Linked DNA regions of Mus musculus: region 2 is linked to region 1. Evidence: chromatin contacts called from public HiCAR-type data. All regions are on one chromosome and are shown on one strand. Each heading gives the region's core, a stretch centred on a gene start, on an enhancer-like site or on the middle of the called end of the contact. The rest is flanking DNA. Distances are from core to core; before and after follow the strand shown.

Region 1 (6,491 bases), core at 1,054-3,553:
GCTACATGCTTTCTATTTCTTGCTCTAAAAGAAAGTGCCTTGAAACTCTGAGAGCCAGTGTTGGAGTCAGAGTACTCAAAGTTAATTTTCCCCCAGAGAGACAATCACACTCAGTGACCCATGAGCAGAAAATCTCCAAGCAAGAAAAGGAGTTTGAAACAAGAAATAAAATCAGAATCCTGCCAATAGACAATTGCTTTCTCAAGTTAACAATCAGACCTTTTGAGTTCCCCTCACACTGCTGTCAATTCTTACTGAAAGCAAGGGTCTGTTTTGGTCCCACATCGGAAAAAAATCATATTCTCATTATTAAGAGTTTGTATACCATGCTTCCCAGCATTCCCCTGTTAAAACTCCTTTCCCAACCAGTAATGCTGGCACAGGCTTAACCCTAAGAGTTAGGAAGCAGAGACAGGCAGACTTCAGTGAGTTTGAGGCCTGAGCGGTCTGCACAGTGGCTCAGAACAGCCAGAGCTACATAGTGAAATCCTGTTTTAAAAATAAAAAGTAATAAAATAAAACTTAAACTCCTTTCTCTAAAAGTGAACCCTGAAAACACAACTAACAGCCTTCATTCAACTTTTTCTCAAGAAGCCCCAGGCAAGATCTAGATTGTCAGCCGCTTTCCTAACTGCTCTGGTGTATAAACACCAACAGAGTTATAGAATTGTGCCCCCAAGAAACCAGTTTTCCCACAGCTACGAATATATACAAGTGAATTTCTCACATCCTAACTGGACTACATAAAAAATATTTTACATTGATATGCAAGGATAACACTGATGTTCTTTTACTTAAGCAATATATGGTAGGATGTAAGGAAACTGAGAAAACATAAAACTATTTTCTCTTTACTTTCTGGGAAGATGATTCACATATTTGTGACACTTTTAAATATTCCCACCTGCACATATACTTCCCTGCTGGTTCTGTAGTAGTGTAGGAGACTGGGCTCAAGCATATGTCCCTGATGGGCATTCTCTTGTAATATGAGGAAACCGAGATTCAGGGTCTGAGCACACTTTCCAAATGTGTGGCGTGGCTCTGCAGTATTATATAGGGATTCTGGGGTTCCACCACAGTCCCCTGACTGGAATCTGGGGTATATTACAGGGAGTCTGGGTCCCATTGCAGTTCCCTGAATGGAGCGTATGGTATTATTGGAGTAGTTCCGGGGTGTGGGGTCCCACGAAAATTCCCTAACTGAAGTCTGTGGTGTGGTGGAGACTCTGGGGTGTAGGGTCCCAGAACACTTCTGTAATTGGAGTTCTGTGGTATCAGAGTCTATGGTGTGGTGGGAGGACAAGTGTGAAATGGGCTCACACTGTCCTGAATGAGTCTGTGGCGTGGTGAGATACCCACTGTGTAAAACTGTGCGCATGTCCCTGACTAGAGTTCCATGGTACTAGGATTCTGGGGTGTTCGGGTCCCAGCACATTTCCCTGACTGGAGTCTGTGGTGTGGTGGGGAGTCCAGGAGTGAGCTGGAAGCACACTTCTCTGACTGGAGGCTGTGGTGTGGTGGGGATTCTGAGGCGTGGGGTCCCAGCACACTTCACTGATTGGAGTTCTGTGATTCAGAGTCTATGGTATGGTGAGGGGACGAGTATGAGATGGGCTTATACTACCCTGGCTGGAGACTGTGGGTGTGTAAGGGGTCGGGGAGTCCGGGTGTGAGCTGGGAGCACACTTCCCTGGCTGCAGGCTGTGGAGGGAAGTCTGGATGTGAGCTGGGAACACACTTCCCTAACTGGAGTCTGGGGGGGGGGGTGCTGGGGGGGGTAGACCGGGTGTGAACTGGGAGCACATCTCCCTGACTGGAGACTGTGGTGTGAAGGAGAGACCGGGTGTGAGCTGGGAGCACACTTCCCTGACTGGAGTCTGTGGAGGGGAGTCTGGGTGTGAGCTGGGAGCACACTTCCCTGACTGGAGTCTCTGGGGGAGTCCGAGCACACTTCCCTGACTGGAGTTCTGTGCTGTGGGGAGTCCGGGTGAGGGAACCGAGGACCCAGACGAGCCCTTCCTGTCACCCCGAAGCTGCTGCCCCCCACTCACTAGAGATCCCCGAGAACGCGGGCGCGGGTCGCAGAAGGAACCGCCCGCGGCTGGCTTACCTGAGGCGGAGGGCCGCCGAGCTCCACAAGTTGCAGTTCCGCCTCCCGGGACCCGCCCGGCTGCCAGATCGCCACTCTCGACGCGGCCGCCCCCGCGCCCTACACGGCGACAGGAGCCGGGGCCGGAGCACAGCGCCCGGCTGACATCACCGCCGCCCAGGTGCCGCCTCCCCTCGGTCCTCCTCGTCCCACCGCCCCGCCCCTCCCCCGGCGGGAACCAGCCCCAGGGGCGGAGGGGGCGGGGCCTCGCGCTTGCGGCCCGCTGATTGGCCGGGCGCGCGGTCACTCCGAGGCGGCGCCTGGTCTCCCACATTCCTGGCCGAGCCCAGCGGAGCTGGGAGTGGGCGTCGGTGGGGAGCGCGCCCGGTCCGCTGCGGTCCGTAGGGCGCGGATAAAGGGCTGCGCTGAGCCGGGCGGTCGCTCGCAGCTCTTCCCGGGTCAGAAGCGACGCTCATCCCGAAAGAACGCCTCTGTGTCGCGGACCGAGCGGACGTGGCGGGCGGGGAGCCCCGCGGATAAAGTAAAAGGCCCCGGAGGGGAAACTGAGGACTTACAGAGACTGAGCGGACGAGGATCCCAGAGGTGGCCACCCTAGTTCCGCGTGGTCATCTAGCGGCGCTCAACCACGTGGCTGCTTTTGCATTTAGTAACGAGACAAAAATAAAAATAAAAAGACACGCAAGCTTCCAGAGAAATAAAATGAACTCTCCAGAGGGAGGGGGTAAATGTTTTACTATTTATATTTTTTCGAGGTTTTCCCCCCCTCTCCCCCCCCCCGCTGTGACACATATCAAGGCTGGTCTTCAAATTGTTATCTTTTTACCTTAGCCTTCCTAATAGCTGAGGTTACAGGCCCACACTCAGCAATAACCTGCTTTTTAAAGATTTTTTATTATTATTTTTGTTGGAGTTTGTTGTTGTTGTTTGTCCTGTCGTGAAACTGTGTGTGGACCAGACTGGTCTTGAACAGCTATCTGCCTGCCTCCGCCTCAAACTATTCAAATCAAAGATGTGTACCACCACACCCAGCTATTTTTGTTATTTTGTTTAATTATGTGTAGTATGTGTGTGTACCCATGGAGGCTAGAAGCATTGAATTCTCCCAGTTGTGAGATAGGGGCTGTGGGCTGAACTCAAGTGTTTCTGCAAAAAGAGCAGAAGAGGTTAACTGTTTGGCCATCTCTTCAGGCCCTATGCTGAACTTTTTAAGTCCCATAAGGCTTCTGTTTTGATGCACAACTGAAAAGGGAGAACCCTCACAACTGAGTTCAAACCACATGATAATAATTACTGTTGAACCAATTGCAGTGACTGAGCTAACAATTAAGAATTAACTACTATTTACCCTCTGGTGGATATCAGCTGTGTAATCCTCTTGGCTGCAAAGTCAGGGAGATTCTCAGGAGCCCTTCTTTCAGTTTCCCCTGTCAGACCCAGAACTGAACTGAATAATGAAAAGCAGCTTTATGGATACAGAATATGATTAGTTTCTGTTAGCTTTTTGTTGGCTATGAGCCTCCCCAGCCCCCACCGCCGCCGCTGCCACCACCCTGGGGAACGGAAGGTGGTGTGTTTGTGTATGTGTTGACTGGGGGGTTTGATTTTAGTTTTCTTGAGACAGATTCTTAAGTAGCTGAAGCTATCCTTGAACTCACTATGTAACATAGGCCAGCCTTGAACTCAGGAACCTTCTTCCACTAATCCCAGATGCTGGGATTAAGGTGTGTGACATGTGACTTTTCAGCTGGCTTTATTGTGTGTTCTTTGATTAATGACGTCGCACATTCGCCATTCTACCACAATGGATTCACAATGTCCCTCATTGTGTCCCATATGCTCTTCCCAGCCCACCTGTCCATGGGAAGTAAACTGATTTTAACATAAGGAGTCAAAGCCTCAGCAAGGTCCCAGCTGACTATAAAGCCGGATCCAGAGGATCTGACGCTCTCTTCTGTCCCCCAGGGGTACCTCTGGGCAAGAGACTCACATTTAAAAAAAAAATAGTATTGATTATTCATACTCCACACAGTTTCAGAAACTCTAAAGCTACACAGATAAACTAGACTTGCCCCCTGTGCTCGCACTGACTTTATATTGTCACCATGGTAACTGTCTGACTGACTCTATTCTGAAGCCTTCCCTTGAATTCCCCAGCGGTGATTGTCTACACCAAACCAAATGAGCTTCTGAAGTGTTTGTTTTTGTCATCAACATCTTGCCCTGAAATTCTCAGCTGGTCTCCTAAAACTAGCCCTGGTCAGGCTTCTATTTTATCCCCACCCCCACCCATCTCCCTCTTCTGTCCATCCCTCTAGTAGAGAGACTCACAGACACTGCTTGGGTGCCATCTTTTGTCACTTTCACCAAAGGTATAAGTAGATTGCCTACTCTTCTGTCAAGGTCCAATTAAAGCTTTGACCTGTCAGGACCTGCTGTGTGCCACAGTGAAATCACAGGGCAGGGTGGGGAGGTCTGGGAGTGGACCTCTACAGAGCTCTGCCACATGCTGTGTAACACTCAAATTATCTACTTGAAACTTCAGCTACTTCCACTCTAAGTGGGGCCCACAATGCCTACCAAGGTTACCGTGGGAGGTATTTTACAGGTGTGTAAAGGCTGAGTTTTACCTCGTTAAAGATATTTCCTGCCAGTGGCAATGGTGATACATGCCTTTGATTCCAGCACTTGAGAGGCAGAGGCAAGAGGATCTCTGAGTTTGAGGCCAGCTTAATCTACAGAGCAAGTCCCAGGGCACCTAGGGCTCTACAGAGAAACCCTGTCTCAAAAAACAACCAAAACAAAACAAAAAGCAAGGTATTTCCTGCCTGCCTTTCTCTTAACATTTTATAGTTTGTGAAAGGAGCGGGGGTTTTGTTTGTTTTGAGACAGGGTCTCACTATGTAGCCTGGATGTCTTGGAACACACTGGCCTGGAACCTACAGAGGTGCATAAGCCTCTGCCTCCGGAATGCTGGGATTAAAGGCATACATCACCATACCCAGCAAATTTGATATTTGAGACAGTCTCACTATGTAGTCCAGGCTGGCCTGGAACCCACGATGCAGCCCAGGCTGGACATGTAGCCAATGCCTCAGCCTCCAGAATGCTAGGGTTACAGGTCTGTACCACACATCAGCATCAAGTTTAAAACTTTTTGAAGAGCCTCTGTGTATTCCTTGTGCCAAATGCAAAGAGAGACTTTAGCAAATGTAACAACTACAGAGGGCTGGAGAAAATGGGGCCTGTCACTTCTGCATACGAAGTCTACTCCTGAATTATTTCCAGCCAAAAACATCAACCACCTCCCCATGGCTTTCTCTCAATGTCCCTCTGCCCCTGTTCCTTTCAGCAGCAGGCCTTTCCCTTCCCCTCCCCTTCCCCTTCCCCTCCCCCCTCCCCCTCCTCCTGCCAGTCTCTCATTCAACCTAGAACTCATCCTTTGACTTCTCTCTACTACTCCAGCCTCCTCTTCCCTCAGTCAGTGCCTGCTTTCTGCTTTGCTCCCAGGTGCCCTCACAGGGTGGCTGGAAGATTCCAGCCGCTCCTAAAGCCCTAGTCACAGGATGGCTGCCTCCAGACTCCAGTTCTTCCAAAACCACAGCCAGCCACAGGAGGGGGAGGGAACGTCCACCCCCATAGAGATGGCAGGATAGAATAACAGGAAGTTGCCTCCTGTTCCCTCTACAGCTGGAATGATAACAGCTGCCACCGAAGTGTAAGGAACAAGAGACTCAAAAGGAAAGCTGAAAAAGACCCAATCTGGAGCAGATCAAACCAGGAGTCACACTGAGCAGGGCCGGTGGGGGCCATTTCAGCCTCTGACTCCCTCCTTTCTACCATGGTCCCAGCTCTTACCTGTTCTACATTTGGATTTTATTGTGATACTGAATGTTTATAAGATAGCCTCAGGGGCTGGAGAAAGGGCTCAACTCAGTGGCTCAACCCAGAGAACCAGGGTTCAATTCTCTAAACCACACAGGGGCTCACAACCTTCTGTAACTCCAGTCTGAGCGGGTCCAACATGCTCTTCTAGCCTCTGCAGGCACTACACACACATGGTGCACAGACATGCATGCAAAACCCCTATCCATATAAAATAAAAATAAAATAGAGGGAAGTCTGCTACTTAACATTGAAGGCACTGACCTTTGTGTATGTTGGGAAACTCCAATCAGGACACCGTTACAGAAGAAAATAAGATGATAAGGGTCAAACCCAGCACCAACCTCTATCCCAGGTCATCTGTGGCTTATGGGAATGTTCCTGTGTCCACAATCGGTCTGTAGGTCACATGACTATTGTCTGCCCAGTTACTCTAGTACTGAGTCTCAGGGAACTCTGCCAGGTGCTATCATCATGTTGGGGTGGGGAATGGGAG
Region 2 (6,491 bases), core at 1,392-3,891, 2.0 Mb before region 1:
ACTGGGGTTATAAGCTGCCCCACTACACCTGGCAAAAGTTTTTTTTTTTTTTTTTAAATTTTATGTGTATGAGGTTATCTTTTTGCCAGCATATGTGTCTCTGAACAATATGCATGCCTAGTGCCCACAGAAGGCAGAAGACAGAATTACAGACAGACAGTTGTGAGCCCTCTTGTAATGCTGAGAATTGAACTCAGGTCATCTGGAAGAGCTGCCCTTAACCACTGAGCTTCCTCTCTGGCCCCTATCTCTGAATACTTTCAAAATCTTTTTTTTTTTTTTTTAAGATTTACTTGTTTATCTTATGTATATGAGTGCACCATTGTTCTCTTCAGACAAAAGAGGGCATAAGATCCCACTACAGATGGTTGTGAACCACCATGTGGTAGCTGAGAATTGAACTCAGGATCTCTGGAAGAGCAGTCAGTGCTCTTAACCGATGAGCCATCTCTCCAGCCCTATTTTAAAATTCATATTTACAATTCTGTTGTGCTGACGATGGAATCCTAGGCCTCATACATGCTAGGCAGGCAATCTACCACTGTACCCCACCCTCACTCCCGTGAGCCCCTCTCTTCTGTTTGTTGTTTTGTACCTAAGTGGTACAAGCTGGTCTAGATCTCGTGATCCTCCTGCCTCGGCTGCTGAAGAGCTGGCATGAAAAGTTGAGAGTTTTTCCCAATTCATTCTCCTTTTTTGTGTGTGTATGTCATTCTCCTTTTTTAATTTTCAGAAAACACTGCTGCAACATTATTGTGGGGGTATTCTCTTACTAGTGTTATTACAAGCTTATACAAACTATACCCTTATTGCAACTGAAATTTAATTATTTGTGCTTTTGTATTTTCTCTTGATTCAGCCTATGTCCCATGTTATTAAATAAATTAACAGATTTATTAGCAATTCTCCCATTGAGTAGTTAGGATTATATCTCAATCTAATGGCCCAAATGATAGTTATGGTAAATCTGGAGATTCAGGCTATCCTCAGACTTATAATCTTCCTGCCTCGGCCTCTTGAGTGCTGGGAGTTGTGTGCCTGTAAAGGTATGTGCCACAACCCCTGGTTGGAAATATTATTTTTGGGTTCATTATTAGCATAGGCCAACAAAGGCATATGCAAATATAAATGTGTCAGTTCAGTTATCTGAAGGTGTGCTCATCACAGGCTTCATGGCCACTCTGTGTGGCAAAAGGTAAGTCTATTGGTCAGTTCAGCAGCCTGTTCTTTCTCTAGTTATAAATGAGGAAAACAGACAACATAGTGTTTGTCTAATATTCAAGTTGCAGGTATAGTTCAGAGATTCAAAGCTAAAATACAACATTAAAGAACATAATAGGACAGGGAGGAGAGATGACTCAGTGGTTAAGAGCACTGGCTGCTCTTCCACAGGCCCTCCCTGGGCTCAATTCCCTGCACCCACGTGGTGGTTCACAACTGTTTATAACTCCAGTTCCAGGGTATCCAACACCCTTTTCTGACCTACAGCAGGAACCAGGCAACCATGTACATAAACATACATGCAGGTAAACATGTAATAGGTAACAAGAAGTGCCAAAGCCAAGGTGATTTTTGGGTGGTCTTGTCCAGACTTTCCATTTATTTACTTGATTATGCTTTTGACTGCCCTGTTCTAAATAATTACCCTTGCCTCAAGGATAGGACTTAAAACCAATTCTATTTGGTAAAATACTTGGGCACAAGTTTTAATTTATTAACTTTATTATTTTATTTAGTTTATGAGGTAGTGTTTTTTGTTTAGGTCTGTTCCTGCCTCCCTGGTATTAGGGAGTAATCTACCCCTAAAACCTCATTTGATACAGGAACTACCACCAGTCCTTCAGAAGCTGACATTCTTCCTGTTTTCTGTTAACTTTATGCAACCCAACAAATAACTTTTTTTTGTTGTTGTTTTTTTTTTCTTTTTTTCGAGACAGGGTTTCTCTGTGTAGCCCTGGCTGTCCTGGAACTCACGCTGTAGACCAGGCTGGCCTCGAACTCAGAAATCTGCCTGCCTCTGCCTCCCGAGTGCTGGGATTAAAGGCGTGCGCCACCACTGCCCGGCCCAACAAATAATTTTAACAACTCTTTTAGTGCCAATGAAATGAATTGCTTCATAGCGACACATAGCCTTGGCGCATACCCTCCTACTACAAAGGCTGCAGTCATCTACTCTGCTGCTCTTACAGGCTGAGTCCTCTGACTCATTCTACAATGAAAAATCATCTGTGGGGCAAGGGTGCTCTTGTATTTTAGAAGTGCCCATTTAAACCATTAGAGCCTGAAGGCTGGCTTATCTGGTCATTCTGCGCAGGACTTGCTGCCTCTTTTCCAAGAATTGAAATCATCTGCACCAGTGCTGGCTGAAACAAGCGGGCCCATCCATGCTACCAGGTGCAGTATCTCACACCAGCCTCAGGCGCAACAGAGAAGCGCAGGGAAGGTACGCGCCAAGCGCAGGCTTGCAGAGAGGGGCACCGGAAAGGACCTGTCCCTCGCAGGTCCCGGGTACCGGAAAAGGGCGGACTGTGGTGGTCTAGCGCACGAGAGGGGAGTGGGAGGGGACACCGGAAGGCGAAGCCTCCGAGGGGAGCTCGCGTGCTAGAGGGCGGGGCAGAGGACCGGAAATAGGCGGGATTTGGGCGTGGTCGCGCCGTGCGCGGCCTACATAAGTTGCGCGCGCCTTGAGGGGGACAGCTTGGGCGCGAGCAGCGGAGTTGGCTGGGTGCACTGTCGGCGGTGGCCGCAGGCTAAGCTGAGGCGGGAGGAAGGGACGCGGGGGGAGAAGGGAGTGCGGGGTGGAGTTCGCCCACTTTGCAGCGCGCAGGACTCCCGCGCGCTTTCGGAGGCAGCCGGGGAGGTGAAGCAGGACGGCGGCGGGGTGGGTGGGTCTGCGCGGCCGCGGCGGGGTGGAGAAGCGTGGTGCCCCAGCATTCTGGGGTCGGGCTTCTCAGCGGCTTTGCAGAGCGCTCTGCGTCTGGTGGGCTGCGTGGGCCCTTAGACTGTGACCCTGACTGGGGCTCCTCTACTCGGGCCCTTGGGGCACTTGAACGAGCAATGGTGTCCAGGGGCTGTCTAGCTCTGGTCTTGCTCCTTACGGGCAGGATTTCTGAATAGAGTTGAAGTGTCCGACTCCTTGGTTTCCCGGTTCCTTGGTGCGGGTAGCGGAAGGCTTGCCAGTATAGGAGTGAGTGATTGTGAGTTACTGTAAACACAACTGGAAGCCACCTCGGCGTACAGTTTGTGAGACTTGGCAGCAGTGTCCAGGGGGATGCACTTGGTTAGGTCCTGGACAGTCAAAGAGTGTTGTCATTTAGTACAAGAAACTTGGTTCACGTAGACTTTGAGATAGCTTGAAGTTGTGGCTGCAACCCTCACCCTCCGCCCCCGACCATAGAAATTATTCAGAATGAGATCAGAAGCCTTCCGCTTGCTTAGCAGTTCTCCATGTGGGGAATAGAACTTCTGGAAACATTCCTATAGTGTAAATTTTGCCTACGTATAGACTGTCTTTATTGGCTATTGCTTGTGTCAATTAACCTTAGTAGGGGAGTGGAAGTACGCTGTCTGAATCAACGTTATGTTTTGACTTCATTTCATTTTAAAGAAGCTCCTCGTTGTGCACCTTTAGTTTACATTGGTACTTAACTCCTCCTGCCCCCATCCTTTAGCCTCATCTGTTTCAGTGGTGCAACTCTCTCCATCCCTTTTCGGTTACCAGTCACCTTCAGGCCGGCCATTCAGAGGAGGGAAAAGTGGGAAGTATGAAGTCAGCCAAGTCCCAAGTGAACCAGGATCAGCAAGGGGAAAACCAGCGGGCTCTGAGCCCCCTGCAGTCTACTCTCAGTTCTGCTGCATCTCCTTCCCAGGCATATGAAACCTATATTGATAATGGACTTATATGCCTTAAACACAAAATTAGGAACATCGAGAAGAAGAAGGTAACCTTTCTACCCCTCCCATCCCTGAGTGTGCATTACCATAAGCCAGGTTAAGGATTCGACATTCTTTATATCAGAGAACATAGATCTTCTTGCAAGTTTAATCGACCTTGAGACTTAGTTGCCTGGGAACAATTAAGCATCCAGGCTAAATGTTTGCTCTGTTTGCCGACACAGCTGAATAACTATTCTTCACACATTGCTTTTGAAATATTTGAAGAGTTGGCTATTATAGGTCTGATGCATTTCTTGAGTTATATTATTGTAGCTTAGATAAGGAATAGCTTGATAGTTTAGTTCGTTTTCCTTGTGACTGTAGCAAGTGATACAGCAGTATGGCTGCTGCAGTCTCTGGAAGCATTTTACCATGAGCCAGAAAGTGTTTCAGCATTTATTATTTTTCCCCACTGCTAGATACCAGTTTAAGATTGGTGAAAGTATTGTAGACAGCTTTGTAAAGAGACTTGGATTCTTACTAGCCTAACATCACAGTTAGTTGTATGGTAAAGATTAGATAATTTCTTACTTCCTGAGTCATTTAGCCTGTGATCCAGTCATCCCAGTTCTTTGGGATGCATTGTTGGGTCGAGATTCTCATCTGCATTTGACAGATAAAGCTGAATAAGTATCTGGATCTATATTGTGCTGAAAACCTAGTAAAACCTTAGGAAGGTTGTTTTGTTTTTGTTTTTTGAGTCAGGGTTTCTCTCTAGACCAGGCTGGTCTCAAACTCATAGAGATCTGTCTATGCCTCCTGAGTGCTGGGAATAAAGAGGCAAGCCACCACCGCCTGGCAGGTAGGTTTTTTGTTTTTGATTTTATAGTGGAGAGGTATATGTACTTCCCTTGCTTTGGAAATTAGTGCTGAAGCCCTGGCTGGTAGTTGTTTCTGTTTATCTTTTTCCATACATCTTTGGCATTTGATTACTAAGTTGTTCCTGGGTCAGCACAAGTTCCTTAGCTCTGAGAACTAGTCAGTGCAAGGTCTATTAGTGGAAATTCATTGATGTTTTTCCTCAGAGCAGAAATATGTGTATTCCTGTATTATCCAGCCTAGTACCACCTCTTTAATTCTGAATGCCTGTATGCTAGACCAGTGCCTTTGTTTTCACCTTCTAGGAAAGCATTTTAAGACTGAAAACCAGTATAGGAAGAATCTGCAAAATGCTTGTGGTATAGTATAGTGGTTTATGTCATGAATTTGTGGCTAATAGATGAATTTTATTTTTATGAGTTTTATTTTTAAATTTATGTTTTTATTTTATGTGCATTGGTGTTTGCATATATGTCTGTGATGGTGTCAGATCCAGGAGTTTCAGACAATTGTGAGCTGCCATATGGGTGCTGGGAATTGAACCTGGGGTCCTCTGAAACAGCAGTCAGCACTCTTAACTGCTGAGTCTCCCTAGCCCATTTTATATATTTTCTTTTTTTTTTCTTTCTTTTTTTTTTTTTTTTTTTTTTGGCTTTTTGAGACAGGGTTTCTCTGTATAGCTCTGGCTGTCCTGGAACTCACTCTGTAGACCAGGCTGGCCTGGAACTCAGAAATCCGCCTGCCTCTGCCTCCCGAGTGCTGGGATTAAAGGCATGCGCCACCATGCCCGGCTTGTATATTTTCTTAACTAGAAAATTTTGTATGAAAGATAGCTTTACATTTTGGCACTACTGTTCTAAAGTTAACTGTTATGAATATGCCACACAGTTCAACAGGTAATAATAGTATATGCAAGCATGAGCTAATGTAGATAAGCTAGCCAGCTATGATGCCTCTGATGTTTTGTGCTAGATAGTTGTTCTCAACCTTCCTAATGCTGAGGCCCTTTAATAGAGTTCCTCAAGCCGGGCGTGGTGGTGCATGCCTTTAATCCCAGCACTCGGGAGGCAGAGGCAGGTGGATTTCTAAGTTCAAGGCCAGCCTGGTCTACAAAGTGAGTTCCAGGACAGCCAGGACTGCACAGAGAAACCCTGTCTCAAAAAACAAAACAAAACAAAAAAAAAATTTCCTCATGTTGTAGTGACCCTTCCATCCTAAAATTATTTTATTGCTACTTAATAACTAATTTTGCTACTGTTATGAATCATAATGTAAATATCTAAGATAAAGGATATCTGATAAGTGACCTCAAAGGGGTCAGGACTCACAGGTTGAGAACCACTGTGCTAGATCATTTCTGGCTGTCCTGAGTATTGTGGGATGTTTATCAACAACCTTGGTGTCTGCCTAAAAAATACTACAAGCACTGTCTACCTCCCCTAGACTCTGCAATTTGTGATAACTTCAACTATTTCTGGGAATAAATTACCTTGATTGAGTACCTCTAGTTTGGGGCATATGATTGACTTAAAACCCTACTTAAGAAGATTTAATATAAAAAGAGGAAAAATTCAGGCTGTTGAAATGACTTTATGGTCATTGGTAAAGCTGCTTCCTATACAAACCTGATGACCTGAGTTCAGTCCCAGGATTCTGCAGTGGAAGGAGATCATTAACTCCCAAAAGTCCTCTGACCTCCACACATACACATACACATACACATACACATACACATA

Evidence for each region. HiCAR-type assays count read pairs that join an accessible place to other places.
Region 2: a contact with region 1 is called in a HiCAR-type map of astrocytes, with 5 times the contacts expected there. The contact joins the promoter of Caprin2 here to the promoter of Ppfibp1 in region 1. A contact is called at or near these places in 2 of 39 promoter capture datasets (cranial neural crest and pre-B cells) and 1 of 115 datasets of contacts at active chromatin or transcription factors (astrocytes).

Annotation. Positions count from the first base shown.
Region 1 is chr6:146,884,306-146,890,796 of GRCm38.p6, reverse strand. Ppfibp1 (PTPRF interacting protein, binding protein 1 (liprin beta 1)) reads right to left here and starts at 2,303. Exons shown (of 31, transcript NM_001355728.1): 1 at 2,114-2,303.
Region 2 is chr6:148,892,387-148,898,877 of GRCm38.p6, reverse strand. Caprin2 (caprin family member 2) reads left to right here and starts at 2,641. Exons shown (of 19, transcript NM_181541.4): 1 at 2,641-2,860; 2 at 3,722-3,941. The coding sequence starts at 3,765.